Linked DNA regions of Mus musculus: region 2 is linked to region 1. Evidence: chromatin contacts called from public promoter capture Hi-C data. All regions are on one chromosome and are shown on one strand. The core of a region is the stretch at or near the end of the contact, and the rest is flanking DNA. Distances in the headings are between cores, read along the strand shown. Region 1 holds the start of Arxes2 (adipocyte-related X-chromosome expressed sequence 2). Region 2 holds the start of Tceal8 (transcription elongation factor A (SII)-like 8).

Region 1 (2,877 bases), core at 240-2,739:
TAATGAAATATATCCATATCAATATTAATGACTAGTTTTTTTTTAAAGATCCGAATGTAATTCAGTGGGAAAAGATAATATTTCCAAGAACTACTGCTCGGTAATTGTGCACTCAGCTTCTTAGTACCCTGTGATCTCAAGTGGATTGAGGGACTGGGCTACTTTGAGTAATTACCACAATAAAGACCACCCAGTTATCTGAAAACTCAGCATGGGTGACATTAAATTAGTGGTACTCAAACGTTAGCTGTTTAGGCCTGGAATTTTCCAAGTAAGAAGCTTTCTTCGAAATTATCAAGGGAAATGGATTAAACTGGGAGATATTTGTACCTCTCCCCACCCCATTACTAAATCAAAAGCAGGGACACGAGGAGAGAAGGCTCTACATTTTCAGTAGTTTCTCCAATTAATATCCATCTAGGTTTGAAAAGCAATGTGGGGTTTCTACAAGCTTTTTGGATATTTTGAATGCGTGCTCAAGTGATGCTATGGCTACTTGCTTGCAAGTATCTGCTTCTTTTGTCTATTCCGATGTGTCAAATACTACTTCCTTAACTAAGTGCTATTTATTCAGATTTGTATACAAGCCTCTGATTTAAGCACTGGGGACAAGCATAAAGGACAGGAAAGACAGGGTCACTAACCTGTCATTAAAGATTGGGAAACTGGGACTAAGAAGACAAATCAATTGGAAAGGCAATTTGGTAGTCATTTATGATTAAGAGAATAATTAGGGTAGGTAGACTAAGAATCAAGGGTCAGGGATCATTACACAGGAAATTGTCACTGAAAGCCTTTGCTGGAAGTGGCCTTAAGAACTGAGTCCTGAATGCTAAGAAGCCATGCACAGACAGGCCAGGTCTTGGTGCGCTTGGACTGTGTGTGCTCCAGTGAACCCAGGAGCAGAGGACAGCAAGCCCACTGGCTGCAGCCTGGCAGACAACCATCAGGATGGTAGGGGGTGAGGGGTGGACAGGGCAGATGCAGCAGAGTCTGGGCCTCCTCTGCCACTAAGACTGTATGCTGAGGGCGGAGGACCCCAGCAAGTGGGGGGGGGGCATGACCTGTAGGGAATGGCTGGTCTGTGTGTAGAGAATGGACTGCAGAGGCAGGATTAGCCTAGTGTGGGGGGAAGGAAGTCCAGGCATCAGCAGCCTGTTGCAGAAGGCCAGGGGAGGGGCTAGGATGTATGGAAGCCATGATGCAGCAGTGTGCAGAGGGAGAGGGTTCCCTGGCCAGGGCTTTGTGTGCCGGGGCAGGGGCTGTGGTTGGTGCCAGGGACCTTCCGTGACTGTGTCTGGGTGTGAGGGTGAGACAGTTCAAGGCACCGCTGGGCTCATTCAGCCAGGCTGCGGCTTTCTATGAGATGCTCCAAGTGCCTTAGACTCTCAGCAGACAGTGGTTGTAGGGTTAACTAGTGGCTTGGGGCGGGGGAGGGGGCAGGCATCGTGGGCGGTGCGCGCTCCAGGGACGCGTGCGCGAGCCCGGCATTCCGCGCGAGCCAGAGGAAGGCAGAGGGACCGCGGAGCGAACTGCACGCCCCGTGCAGAGCCAGCCAGCCAGCCAGCCAGCCAGCGAGCGCCGGTGGAGCCCGCGTGGAGGGAGCCGCCGATTGAACACCCTGCAAGATGAACTCCCTGCTGTCCCGGGCCAACTCGCTGTTCGCCTTCACGCTGAGCGTCATGGCGGCGCTCACCTTGGGCTGCATCCTCACCACCGCCTTCAAAGACAGGAGCGCGCCCGTGCGCCTGCACGTCTCCAGGATCCTGCTCAAAAAAGTGGAAGACTTCACCGGACCCAGAAAGAAGAGCGACCTGGGCTTCATCACCTTCCACATCTCTGCGGATCTGGAGAAGACTTTCGACTGGAACGTCAAGCAGCTCTTCCTTTATCTGTCGGCAGAATATTCCACCAAAAGCAACGCTGTGAACCAGGTGGTCCTCTGGGACAAGATCCTTCTGCGAGGCGAGAACCCCAAGCTGAACCTGAAAGACGTCAAAAGCAAGTATTTTTTCTTTGACGATGGACACGGGCTCAAGGGAAACAGGAATGTCACTTTGACTCTCTCCTGGCAAGTGATACCGATTGCTGGGATCCTGCCTCTTGTGACTGGATCTGGACGCGTGTCTGTCCCGTTTCCAGATTCCTATGAAATAGCCACGACTTTTTGAAGAATTCTCTCTGCATTGGAAACGGGGACATCTGTGGACTCAAGAAATCGCATCTCCTCATCATTTCCCTCAAGTCTTGCTGACTTCTCTTTTGTTTTGTTTATTTTAAAACATGCTGGTTTTGTTCTGGGACTGGCTGCACTCATCCTCATGCTTCCCTGAGCCTAACATAGAGACTATATTCATTGATCTTAGTGTGTGTGTGTGACATTGGTTATCACTCTTCCTCTGTATAAGAATTAACATCAAATTTTATAGTTGGAGGGAAAGGCTAATAGAGTTCTGGAACTTTCTTTATTCTACCAATGAAACAACAAAGAAGTTCACCAGAGTAGGTTATTATTAGACAGTTGGATAATGAGGATTGAAAATAATACACAGTTTTGTCATATTCACTACATTATCCCATGTGATATATAAAATTTGGGGAGAATTTTAAAATTAGATGTTTTGGTATTGTCACAATAACTGTATTTTATTCCTGAGATTCCTTGTAGGTCCACATTGAATGCCGTTTTCTTATATCTTCTAGGGTGTGTTTGATTACTAGAAAAATTGTGATTTGTTTCGTAAGAGTCTGACATGCAAAATAGTTAAACACGAGTCAGAAATCTTACTGCTTTCCTTCCTTGCCAGCAAATGTGACCATTTAAATAGTGAACGTATCTTGAGGCTGTAAATGATTCTGCCTCTCTTTAAGTGTGTG
Region 2 (2,877 bases), core at 106-2,605, 180 kb after region 1:
TCACATTTTCTCCAGAAGCCTGAAGAGTTTCTCCTGCCTGCTGTGGTGGATCTTCTGAAGGATGGCCTTCGTCTGCTTTTGGTGTGTTCTGGGGTGTTCCTTCGTTCTCGTCACAAGACTTTTGCATGTTGATTATTTTCTTAATGAATTAATCCTAGGGGGATAAAAACAAGGAAACAAAACCGACTAGGTGTCAGGCAGATGGACAAGCTTTTGTGTTCCCATAGCGACTGACTTTTGTTTCAGGTCACTTAATTGCCAAAAAGTTTTCTAACTAGACAAGTCAGGTTCTGAGCTCCTGACTCCACCCCTTCCTCCACCCCCCCCACCCCCCCCTTGCTCTCCAACTCCATCTTCTCCTGTCCCGGCTCCAGCCCACCATTTTCCCAGCAGGCCCTGCAACAAACCTCTCCTAGCACTGAAATGGGAGCGGCGTGGAAGCAATTAACCCTTCCCTCACCACATGGCTCTAACACTCCCGCCCTTTCGGGCTTTTCCAAGTCATCCCATCCTCAGCTTCTCACCAGCAACAGTCAGGTCAGCGGTCTCCTCTCTCTTTTAAATGTCTTTAGCCTCTCCCTTTCCTTCCTTCACCCCATTTCCGCAGCAGGATTTGCAGGGGCCTTCTGTGCTTAATCCGGATGGGAGGCAGCCGTGACGCCCCTGGGATGTGCTTTGGTGTCTTCCACACTCCTACCCCCACCCAAAGGGACCTGAAGCAATTGCACCCTTGCACTGACCTGTAGGTACCTGGAGATTTTCCTCTCTTCTTGCACCTCGATTTATGTCGCGCTCAAAAGATCAAGAGTGCTGAAGAAAGACAGGAGTTCTTGGTGAGCACACTAGTGCCTAAATCAAAAGGTCTTGCTAACGGATAGCACAAAGTTTTTCCACATCCCCCTCTTCTCCCTCCCTTTGTGGCAACCCCGCCTTCATCTGTACCCTGTTTCCCAGCAAGAGGGCAAAGAATCAGACAAGTTTTCCCCACAGTGTTATTGTTTCTTCTCTCCGTCTCTCGCAGTTCTCCTTTCCCCGTCTCTTTTCTTTCTCTGCCGGACTCGGTTAGCTACCTCCCTCCCAATCTGCCCCATCCCTCATCAAGCAGCCCCAAACCTCTCGCACAAAATAGTTTAGCAGAACCCTAGGATAAGAGAAAGAGTGCGGGATGAGCGTGCTTTCTGTTCTCTGCTCCCTCCACCCTATGATCTCTTAAGCCAGCGCCCACTATTAAAGTACCTGGAAGTAGCTGGGCCACTCTTCTCTAGCAGGACAGAGCTGCTACTGGGGAACTGGGCCTAGACTATAAGGACTTCTGCACACGTCGACTGCTGGTCACGTGAGGATCGCGTCATCAATGAGCTCCAGCCTTTGGTTACCCCTCCCATTAACATGCAGCCCGCCCCCTACATTCCCTTCACTAGATACTGTCAATCTTTTTTCCTATTTGCCAATAGGAGACAATAAAACTCGTCTCGTCACCAAGTAGTATCTATTCACCTTACTCAGATTACCAGGAAAAGAGCAGTCTTTTAGGGTACGTCGACCAATTCTCCTAATTTGGGAAGTCAGCTCTTTCTCTCCCTTGCTCCCTATACTTCCCTTCCCCTCCCCCCACCAAATCCTACAGTCCACCATTTCTCTGGGAAGCTTCTCTGTCTTTAAAATGGGGGAAGGTTGTAGATGTGCGCTTGTGGGGGTAGCGGAAGAATAAAAGCCTAAGGAAGGGATGTTTAGCTTCTTGAGTCGTTTTCTGTGGTGTTCTGTTGTAAGAATCAGGGTTTAAAATGATATTTAAAAAGAGATACTTCATATTCACTATTTCACACTAGATGAGGAGAAAATAACTTCATTAAATCAATTTTAAGGTTTCAAAAAGTATTCTAATGACTGCAAGTGAAAGCACAGTATTTACAACATATTGATGTGTTGGGGTTTTTTAAAAATCTTACTAAAATGGCATCGTTTGCAAACCGACTCTGAAAACAGCCGATTTGTTTCGTTAGTTTTGTCTCCGCAATCCACGACTCTCTTTGCCTGAGCTTAGGCTATTATTAGACGTCTGAACTTTTAATTGATGACTGCTGGCAGCTCCCACTTGCAAATAAAGGCTTCAGACAGACTTCTTTTCCTTGTCCTTTGTGGGAGCCAGTGTCTTTGTTAAACAGAAAAGCCTGCTTTTCACTCAGTGAACTTTCGTGGGACTCAACGAAATATGTTTGTTGGTAAACTTTTGTTATTAAGAACAGAATGTTTGTAAGGAAAGAGCGCTCACAATGAAGCAGAAAGGAGGTAACTCTTTGTATGTCACTATTGACTGTGGGGCTTATTAAGCATGTAGGGTTTTCCATTCATTCATTCATTCATTCATTCGTGGAACTCTAGATACCCTGGTAGGATTCAAAGTGCTCCATTAAAACAAGAGCCATCTCAGAGAACTCCATACCCTACCATAGAGCTATGTACACCACATGTTCACTGCTGCTTTCTTCACCATAGCAAGGAATAATGTTCAGCTTAAAAAAAAAAAAGAATGAAAAAATGTTGTTACAAAATTTTCAGGAAAATAAACGCACTTAGAATGTTTAATATTCACTGAGATCACACAGTATCAGAAGGAAAATAAATCACATAGTCTTCCCCATAAGCAAAACCTAGTCGATAATATATATGTATATAAACGAATTTACATGTAGGCACAGTATAACATTCAGAAATGAAAACAAGAAAGTCTAATATTTGGAGGTGAGGAAGGATTGAATGCAAAGAATGGACATGAGATAGGAAGAGGACAGAAATCTAATCATTTGCCTAGTTCTAACTTTGCTGTGGATTTCTTCTTTTCTTTTCCTTGTTGCTGATAGATAAGTGCTTACAATA

The links. Capture Hi-C pulls out chosen DNA fragments and counts their contacts.
Region 2: a contact with region 1 is called in a promoter capture Hi-C map of adipose tissue. The contact joins the promoter of Tceal8 here to the promoter of Arxes2 in region 1. A contact is called at or near these places in 2 of 39 promoter capture datasets (cranial neural crest and frontonasal cranial neural crest) and 1 of 9 other capture datasets (adipose tissue).

The regions. Positions count from the first base shown.
Region 1 is chrX:135,992,331-135,995,207 of GRCm38.p6, forward strand. Arxes2 (adipocyte-related X-chromosome expressed sequence 2) reads left to right here and starts at 1,490. Exons shown (of 1, transcript NM_029823.2): 1 at 1,490-2,877. The coding sequence starts at 1,629. The coding sequence ends at 2,171.
Region 2 is chrX:136,170,896-136,173,772 of GRCm38.p6, forward strand. It overlaps Tceal8 (transcription elongation factor A (SII)-like 8), which reads right to left and starts at 1,356. Exons shown (of 3, transcript NM_025703.3): 1 at 1,237-1,356; 2 at 741-810; 3 at 1-154. The coding sequence starts at 127.